Linked DNA regions of Urocitellus parryii: region 2 is linked to region 1. Evidence: chromatin contacts called from public Hi-C data. All regions are on one chromosome and are shown on one strand. The core of a region is the stretch at or near the end of the contact, and the rest is flanking DNA. Distances in the headings are between cores, read along the strand shown. Region 1 holds the start of Kcnip2 (potassium voltage-gated channel interacting protein 2). Region 2 holds the start of Hps6 (HPS6 biogenesis of lysosomal organelles complex 2 subunit 3).

The links. Hi-C and Micro-C count contacts between places; a contact is called where the count stands out from the background.
Region 2: a Hi-C map of liver shows a contact between it and region 1, with 4 times the contacts expected there. The contact joins the promoter of Hps6 here to the promoter of Kcnip2 in region 1. A contact is called at or near these places in 2 of 2 Hi-C or Micro-C datasets (liver and muscle).

What each region holds. Positions count from the first base shown.
Region 1 is chr5:185,650,449-185,655,415 of mUroPar1.hap1, forward strand. It overlaps Kcnip2 (potassium voltage-gated channel interacting protein 2), which reads right to left and starts at 2,364. Exons shown (of 10, transcript XM_026407877.2): 1 at 2,046-2,364. The coding sequence starts at 2,118. It overlaps Armh3 (armadillo like helical domain containing 3), which reads right to left. Exons shown (of 27, transcript XM_077798357.1): 27 at 4,498-4,967.
Region 2 is chr5:185,848,856-185,853,552 of mUroPar1.hap1, forward strand. Hps6 (HPS6 biogenesis of lysosomal organelles complex 2 subunit 3) reads left to right here and starts at 1,996. Exons shown (of 1, transcript XM_026407934.2): 1 at 1,996-4,684. The coding sequence starts at 2,126. The coding sequence ends at 4,546.

The DNA.
Region 1 (4,967 bases), core at 1,114-3,613:
CTGAAGATGAGTGACTGGGGGTGTCCCCTGAAAGGGCACATCTTGTCTGCAGCCCTTTCCCCCTCTCTGCTTCCTCGCCCTACCATAAACTGATCTATTTTCCTCAGCTGGGCTCTTCCCTCCATGATGTGCTGCTAACCTTAAGCCCAGAGGAATGGAGTCAGCTGTTTATGGACTGAGACCTCTGAAACTGTGAGCCCTAAATAAACTTTTCCTCCCTGAGTTGTTTTTGTCAGGTGTTTTGGTCACAGCTATGCAAAAGCTGACTAACACTGAGCTAACTAAGGCAGTGAACCTTCAAATCCAAGTGCTTCCCCACCTCCACCCCACCTCCACCCAAAGTGGAAAATCAAGGCATGAAACAAACCCTAATGTCAATGAGGGTCTTGAGCCATTACAATTCTCAAAGATCCTGAACTGGCAGTGGAAACTGAGTTCATAATAAAACTGGATAGCTGAACTTTCAGAGCCATCCAAATCTGAAGCACATCTGGGAGAGGCACATGTGTCATTGTCCGACTCTAGGGCCTAAGTGAAGGATGCCCCTTCTGTGATGTTTTGATATTACAACTAGGTCCTCCCCAGGGACAAAGAGCAGAGGAGACACTTATCCTTAAGGTATTACATCCTAGTTCCCTCCCTCCTATTCAAAGGTCTTAATCTGAGCTCATAAGGAAGGACAAAGATCATGGCTTCCCCCTAATTCCCTGCTCAGAAGGAACAGCCTCCCTCCTCCCATTCTCAGTTGGAGTTCTTAAACAGGCTGCACAATGAGAGAAACACACATATATGGAAACGTACACAAGGTGACACAGTCACCTACACAAGCACATGGATCTACCTACCAAACATAGGAATGCATACAAGCCCAGATGTCCTGGTCTCACATTACTCCCCAAAATGAGAAAGAGAAGTCTGGGCAGCAGAATGGTTTTGACGGATGTAAGAGGGGACATGTAGCACTTCCCAGGCCTAGAGTTTCTATCCCTGGTTCTGGAAGGAGGCAAGAGGATGTGTTTTCTCTGGGGTTCTGGTGAATTTCTCAAAGGGCTGTTGGGGATTATGGGATTTTCATTTGTAAGAGTGATCTGAGTAATGGCGGGAGGGGGCTGATCCAGCACTAACCAAAGCCTCCCTATAGATGCCAGGTGCTAGAAACATAGGGTACACCTGGGTGTGAGTGTGGGCAGCTGCACACTAGAATCTCTCCTTGGGTCCACCTGGGCTATTTGCAGGAAACTTGGGGAAGCAGTGAGGTGCACTAAAGACTCCCTTCTGCTACAGGAAGCCAGAGAGGCAGCAGGATAAGGAACGGCATGGACATTCAGAGAGCTCCACAGCAGCCATCACACATGAAAGTACACAATCAGCACCAAATTTTAAAATAATCCACATAATCTCACAATCACAAAATATACAACAACCCACTTTAACAACTGTTCATTCCAGGAGGTTCACAGTCCATAGTCTTATAAAGAGACATACCACGGTAAATGAAGCCCTAATACATTCTGGTTGTCACATGTCACCTCACACAGAATCATACACTCAAAGCCTGTAGTTGCACATACAACAAAGACACATGGTCAAAACAAATTAAGTACAACCAGGGTCCCACATAGCCTCATTCAAACATCAGACAAGATCATAAATTGCACTGCCACATGCACTCACACTCACCCTGGTTGTCACCAAGCCCAAGGCACATGGCAACCAGCTGTGGGAGGTACACACACATACATAAAGCAGACACACATAGGAATGATAAGCGCTCACTCACGTAACACCTCCCACTCCAGACACACTCCCAGCCCTGTGTCACACACGCCCACACCTGCTGCCTCTCCACACCTGCCCCACTTGCCCCTCCACCCCTATGGAACTCAAGGCTTTGAACCCCACTATCCAGTTGCCTAGACCAGCTGGGAGAGTGCCTGGGAATGGGATAGAGAGCAGGTATGGAGCAAGTCAGGGTAGGAGAGGTGGAAGGATCTGGGGGGATGGAATCCACCCTCCCTCCCGTGACCCCTGCGCCACTGACTCACCCGTGAGCTGGTCGTAAGAGCCGTCCAGATCGCGGGAATCGGACAAACTCTCCTTGCGGCCCTGGCCCCGCATGGCCCCCGGCGCCCCACTCCCGCTTGGGCTGTGGGAGGGGGCGCCGGGTGGCCGGGATAGGGCGCTCACACGGCGCCCCCTGGCGGCCTAGGGCACCGTTGGGGCTGGGGACCGGGAGAGCCAAAGGTTGGGGGGCTAGTCTGGGGACCAGAGGGTTTCTAGGCCCAAACTAGGGGGTCCCGGGGCAGGAGCAGGAGGCTTGGGCGGCAAATGAGCGCAGAGCCAGAGGCAGAGTGGAGCTGAGCTCTGAACAGGAGCGATCCGCCTCTCTCCTCCCGCCCCCTCCCCGCGGCTGTCATTGCCGCCTCCCCTCTTTGGCGCTGCTGGGATTGGCTCCCCCTACCTCCGCCCCCCACCCTCTTCAGCTCGGAGGCGGCTCCGGTGAAAGGGTGAACTGCAAAGTGCAGGGAGGGAGACCATCTCCCAGCAACACCACCTCTCAACCTCAAGCCACCGATGTTGGGGTGCAAGAGAGCGGGGCCAGAGAGCCCACTGTGAGGAAACCTTGCCCACAATTTTCAGACACCCTCTTCCCCTACCATCAGCACTGTCTGGTGGAGTCAGAGCCTGGGTTATGCCTCTGGGTTCTCCACGTCAGCCCCTATTTTGTTTGTTCCTCCTGCCAGTTCCAGCCAGTCCCCCGTCTCCACCCTGCTTCTCTCTGCTTCAAGTGGGAAGAGAATGCAGAGAAAAGTCCACCCGTTCTCGGATACAGGCGCTGTGGACAATTTTTTGTTGCCTCAAGTTCCAGCAGGATGCCACTCTCACTTAGGGCCCCCTGTCTGGATATCATCCATTCCCAGTGGGCCTTCTTCCCTGATCTAATAATGACCCCCTCGGCCCAAGAAGATAAGAAAAACAGTGAACCAGGTCAGTTTCTCAAGACTTCCTTGCTCTTTTGTTTTTTTTCCTTTCAACTTTTCTGCCCTTCTCTTTTGTCATCTACCCTATCTTAGATTCCTTGTTTTCCAGCAGATTTAGGGAGGTAGTGAAGGGTTTGGGGATCTGGGTGAGGACAGAGTGGACAAGTAATGCCCCTTTATGAAGCCCTCTCCACTTAAGATTAGCTCCTTTTCTGAAAGCAGGGACAGCACAGAGCTGGGCTCCCTTAGTCTCAATGTGTCTGAATTGCCCCCAGGATACTTCCTGGGCTCCTAGCCAAGAACACAGTCTCTGCCCCCAAACCCTGCCATAAGAATGGGTGGATGGTGTTTGGTGGGTCTTGAGAAGTGGCCTGCTGAGAACAAAAGCTTCAGCTAAAGTGACCTCAGCACATTTAATCTCTTCAACAGGATTTAATTTCCAACCACTTGTTTCAATCAACCCAGCAGGAATTGTCTTTTGGGAGCAATACCCTGCTCCTGGCTCTCTTCTGACTCTGCAGAAGCCTCCAAATACCTGGCACAGAGGCTGGGCATGGGCAACTCTTTTTGAGGTTGATTTCTGGGAGAGAATGGGAACTCCTGTTTGGAGTTCTTGGAATAGGTGTATGTGAAGAAACAAGGTCAAGAGATGGACTGTATCAAGGGAAGGCAAGGAGTCCTCTGCTTAGTGACCCATGTCCTAGACCTGCCTTTCTTCACTTTATACAAAATGCTGGCAGGAATCCAGAAGGAGCCCAAAGGACTTGCTGACCTCAACACCATGAAGTTTGGAGATAAGGGAATTGTATTCTGCCTTCTTCCATCCAGAAAGCAAGGGAGGCTACAAGTGTCTGAGCTCAACTGTCCTCTACTAATGCCATGACACTCAGGAGGAGAGTCTGTTAAGGACAGGCAGGGGTCTCCTAGCCAGATGGGACCAATACCTGGGAGATCACCTTAACTCTGTCTCTGAGAATTGAGTCTGGGCCACATAGATTATGGGGGTGGGGGACACTAAGAAGATTGTCCCACACAGATCAATTTTTAATAACTTCAATTTGCCACCAGCTCCAGATCCAGCTGTTCTGGGGTTTATCACCTTGGAAAATACTAATGTCACAGGCTGAGCTATCCATACAGTGATCAGTGATCAGAGAAGACCCAGTCCATGATCTCTTTAGATCATACATCTAGGCATGGGAGTTTGTTGATGGATTCTCTGAAACTAATGCTTATCTGCTCAAAGTTGGAGCCACAACTCTGGTTCCCAGAGAGGGCAAGTATACCAAAGAGATACAGGGCTAAATGGATAACAGCTAGGGAGGTCTCACACCTGTTCTCACAGCTGGATTTCTGCACTTTATCCAATTATTTCTGTGCCTGCTTGCTCCTTGCCATCCTAAGGGCTTTAGAAAGGGAGAGTCTTATAGCAGCAGCTATTTTGGAGGTAGCTGTGGAGTTTAAAAAAAAAAAAAAAAAAAAAAACACAAAAAACAAACCTACAATGGTCCTGTGGAGGCTATACAAAGGAGGAACCACAGACTGACTTCCCGAAGATCAGGAGATTTGCCCATGGTCCCACCCAGAATATGGGTAGATAGGATGAAGGCCCTATACATAATGCTCACCTGGCCTTTTTCAGATGGAGGACACCCTGCTCCCAGCAGGTTCTCTCCCCCCCAGGCACCAGACCATAGCAGGAACAGATTCCTCCCCAGAGGAAATTCTTAAGCAGGCTGGATGTAAACAACAGCAGGGTGAGGGGGTGGAACATGTGGAGGGGAGCTCAGCAGAGGCAGGAGAGGCCCCCAGTGGGAGGGGGTGGCTGAGAAGATGGGAAAACTGCTGGAAAGGGAACCAGCAAAGTAGGCACTTTAAGGGCTCCAGAAAACCTGTCAATGTTTATTTTGTGCACACCCTAAAGACAGTTTAAACCAAACTAAAAATGCAAAGCTAAGGTTGTAAGCCTTTTATGCTGATGAGTCA
Region 2 (4,697 bases), core at 746-3,245, 200 kb after region 1:
GGTGCTAAGCAACACAGTGAGACCCTGTCTCTAAATAAAATACAAAGTAGGGCTGGGGACGTGGTTCAGTGGTCAAGTACCCCTGAATTCAATCCCTGGTACAAAAAAAAAAAAAAAAAAAAGATAGTGCAATATAAAAAAAGGAAGAAACCTAGAGGTAAAAGATGTGCAGTGGAACCCACAGGAGAAACTTTCAATAAGGAGGTTGTCAAGCAGGGCACACTGGCACAAGCCTGTAGACCCAGCAACTGGGGAGGCTGAGACAGGAGGATTGTAAGTCCTAGGCCAGCCTGGGCAAGACTTTGTCTCAAAAGGTGGGTTTGGGAATGTAACTCAGTAGAGTGTTCCTGGGTTCAATCCCCAATACTGAAAAAAATATATAAGAATTTTTTTTTTTAATATTTATTTATTTTTTTCTTAGTTCTCAGCGGACACAACATCATTGTTTGTATGTGGTGCTGAGGATCGAACCCGGGCCGCACGCACTCCAGGCGAGCGCGCTACATCCCCAGCCACATCCCCAGCCCCCCCCCAAAAAATATATAAGAATTTAAAAATCTGGGGGCTGGGGATGTGGCTCAAGCGGTAGCGCGCTCGCCTGGCATGCGTGCGGCCCGGGTTCGATCCTCAGCACCACATACCAACAAAGATGTTGTGTCTGCCGAGAACTAAAAAATAAATATTAAAAAAATTCTTTAAAAAAAAAAAAAGAATTTAAAAATCTAAATTTGTAGGTGTTGCTGAAGAGATGACAAAAAGACTCTGCCTCTAAATGTTGTTGTTGTTGTTGTTTTCTTAGCAAACTCCTGGTTTTGAGTGATAGAGTAAAATGGCTTGGCACACTGACTCTGGAGCCAGAATGCCTGTGGTTGAAATCCCACCTCCACTGCTTAATACCTGTGTAATTTTTTTTTGGGGGAGGGGTTGGGTAGCTAGGGATTGAACCCAGGGCCTTGTGCATATGAAACAAGCACTCTACTAACTAAGCTATATCCCCAGCCTAATACCTATATAATCTTAATCAAAGTTACTTAACCTCTGTGCTTCATTTGATTTTTTTTTTAATTTTTTAATATTTATTTATTTTTTTTAGTTATTGGCGGACACAATATCTTTGTTTGTATGTGGTGCTGAGGATCGAACCCGGGCCGCACGCATGCCAGGCGAGCGCACTACCGCTTGAGCCACATCCCCAGCCCCTGTGCTTCATTTTCCTTATCTGCAAAAACCAGGGATGGGAGCAGGTCTGTCCCATGATGTCTACTATGGAAACATTTAACTATTATTATTTTCCACTAGATTATCAATCTCCATGAGGTTGAAGTTTTTTGTTTGGTACCAGGGATTGAACCCAGAGGCACTTAGCCATTTAGCCATATCCCCAGCCCTTTTTATTTTTCATTTTGAGATAGGGTCTCACTAAGTTGCTTAGGGCCTCACTAAATTGCTCAGGCTGGCTTTGAACTTGTGATCCTCCTGCCTTAGCCTCCTGAGCCGCTGAGGATTACAGGTGAGGTTGAAGTTTTTCTATTTTGTTCAGGGTCTACTACTCAAAGCCTGCCATAAATTAGGTGCTCAATAAAACTTTCAAAAATAAATGAGTAGTTGGGGATGTAGCTCAGTGATATAGAGTGCTTGCCCAGACTCTGTGAGGCTGTGGGCTCAATGCCTAGTACCGGGAAGAGAGAGAGAGAGAGAGAGAGAGAGAGAGAATATGAATGAATATAAATGAGTAAACTGGACTCAAAGAACGAAGCTTAGAAAAGAAAAGCCTTAGGAGATGGACGCTTTTAGGGGCTCAGTGGAGCCCAAATCAGGACTAGACTGAGCTACACTGCGGCTAGGGGAAGCTGGCCTGAGAAGTCAGAGGTTGAAACCTTTGGGAGCTGCGGAGGCTCCTCCCCCTGCGGGCGGGTCGCGCCAGCCGGGCGTGCACTAGAGCCAAGCCGAAGCTCCCCTAGCGGGGCGGGGTGGAGTCTACACTCAGGCCTGTCCTCGGCCCACCTCATCCACGCGGGACGGAAGTCTCAGTGCGGCTCTCGACTTCCCGGAGGACCGCGCACCGAGAGCCGGGCCTCGCTCCACCGGGTGGCCGGGCCTAACGTGCTACGGCGCGGGCGGCACGATGAAGCGTGCGGGGACTCTGCGCCTGCTCTTGGACCTTAGCAACTTCAGCGGCGCGGCCCGGCTCCGGGAGTTGCTAGCTGGGGACCCAGCTGTCCGAGTCCGCTGCAGCCCAGACGGCCGCCACCTGCTGCTGCTGCGACCCCCGGGGGCGCCAACCCCGCAACTGCTGGTCGCCGTACGCGGATCCGGGGCTGAACTGGAGCGGGCCTGGCCTGAGGACCACCCTTCACCGCTAGACGCCTTCTTCCTGCCTTGGCCAGCGCGACCGGCGCTGGTTCTCGTGTGGGAAAGTGGCATAACCGAGGTGTGGGGAGCGGGGATGGAGCTTGGCTGGCGACTGCTGCAGAGCACCGAGCTCTGTCCAGGCGGTGAGGCCCGCGTGGTGGCCGTGGCGGCTGTCCGAGGCCGCCTGGTGTGGTGCGAGGAGCTTCAGTCTGGCACTGAGGACCCGGTAGAGCGGCCTGCAGTCGCTTTCAACTATCGCGTGTGCGTCAGGACCCTGGAGCCCAGCGGGGAGGCAGGCACAAACCTGGGCCGCACTCGCGTCCTGCTGCACCACTGCCCTCCTTTTGGCCTGCTGGCCTCCCGCAAGGATCTCTTCCTAGTGCCCACTGCCACCACCTGGCCTGGTGTAGCCCACATTCTGCTCATCTGGAGCCCAAGCAAGGGCAAAGTGATAGTGTCTGCCCCATGCCTTGGCCTCTCCCACAGTAAAACCCTGAATCCCAGACAAGGGGACACCTGGGACTTCAGGACCCTGCTCCGGGGCCTTCCTGGGTTGCTGTCCCCCAGAAAGCCATTGGCTGTACATACCTGGGCCCCAGCTCCTCAGGGTCTTCTGTTGCTTGATTTCGCGGGCACTGTGAGCTTAGTGCAGTCCCACGGTGGTACTCGTGCTGTGGGCACCTTGCAGGAGGCACCTGTAGGCCCCGAGGGGTCTGCAGCCCTGGGAATATTCCATGGCACTCTGGCCTGTGTGCTGGGCAACACATTGGAACTGCTGGACATGAGCAGTGGGCGGCTGCTGGAAAGGAAGGTTCTAAGTACAGACAGAGTATATTTGCTGGAACCTCCAGCCCCTGGCATGAAGGATGAGGAAGAGATGGATATTGGAGGAGGTCTTCGCATGCTTTCAGCCTTGGGTCTGTTTTGTGTAGGTTGGGAAGCCCCCCAGGGCCTTGAGCTGCCTTCAGCCAAGGACCTGGTATTTGAGGAGGCCTGTATATACTACCAGCGGCGGAGCCTACGGGGTGCCCAGCTCACCCCAGAGGAACTGAGACAGGACAGTACCTTCCGAGCACCTCAAGCCTTGGCCTCCATCCTCCAAGGCCACCTGCCACCATCTACACTGTTGACTACACTGAGGGCCGAGCTTAGGGATTACAGGGGTTTAGAGCAGCTCAAGACCCAGCTGGTGGCTGGGGATGATGAGGAGGCTGGCTGGACTGAGTTGGCAGAGCACGAAGTAGCACGCCTGCTGAGGACTGAGTTAACAGGAGACCAGCTGGTCCAGCTCAACACCATTTTCCAAGCCCTTCCTACAGCAGCCTGGGGTGCCACTCTTCGGGCCCTGCAGCTCCAGCCAGATGGAAATGGCAGGCTGAGGTCCCAAGCTCCCCCTGATGTGTGGAAGAAGGTGCTAGGGGATACAACAGCTGGAAAGGAAACACCCAATGGGATACTGCCCCCCTTTGAACTCCTTTGCCAATGCCTTTGCCAGCTGGAGCCACGATGGCTACCCCCGTTTGTGGAACTGGCACAGCAGCAGGGTGGGCCAGGGTGGGGGGCTGGAGGCCCTGGGCTGCCTTTGTATCGCCGAGCCCTGGCAGTGATAGGTGAGGAGGGGAGCAGGCCTGAGACACTGGAGCTGGAGCTGCTTTTGGGCAGTGGGCGGCCCAAAGCTGTGCTGCAAGCTGTGAGTCAGCTGGTGCAAAAGGAGCAATGGGAGCGGGCTCTGGAGGCTGGCCTGGCCCTTGGCCCCTCCAGCCCCTTGCTTCGAAGTGAGATCTTCAAACTGCTTCTAGCCCAGTTTGCCCAGCACCGCCAGCTCGATGCTCACCTCCCCCTCCTTTGCCGCCTGTGCCCACCAGAACTAGCTCCAGATGAGCTCCTACTTCTACTGCAGACACATCTCCCAGATGAAGTGGGACTTCCTACCCCATTTCCTGAGCCTGGGTCAGAACCCCCTCTCACAGTGGGTTTGCTCAAAGCCCTGCTGGAGCAGACTGGAGCTCAAGGACGGCCCTCAGGCCCAGTTCTAAGCCTTTATGAGGACATCCTATGGGACCCAGGCACTCCACCCCCGACCCCACCTCGGGGACCTATGTCTACCCTTCAGGTATCAGATCACCCAGGACTGGAAGTGTGGGCAACATCTGGACAGGGCCTCTGTGTGACTGACACGGGAAATCATTTGTAGGACACGGTGATCAGGGTAGGGTACCTAGGAGTTAGAGGGGGCCATGGTAGGACCTCTGTGTGCAATATTCTTCTGTCTTCTGGAGCAATTTTTAAAATATAAATATATATATATATATATATATAAATATCCAGTTTATACATAGTTTGTG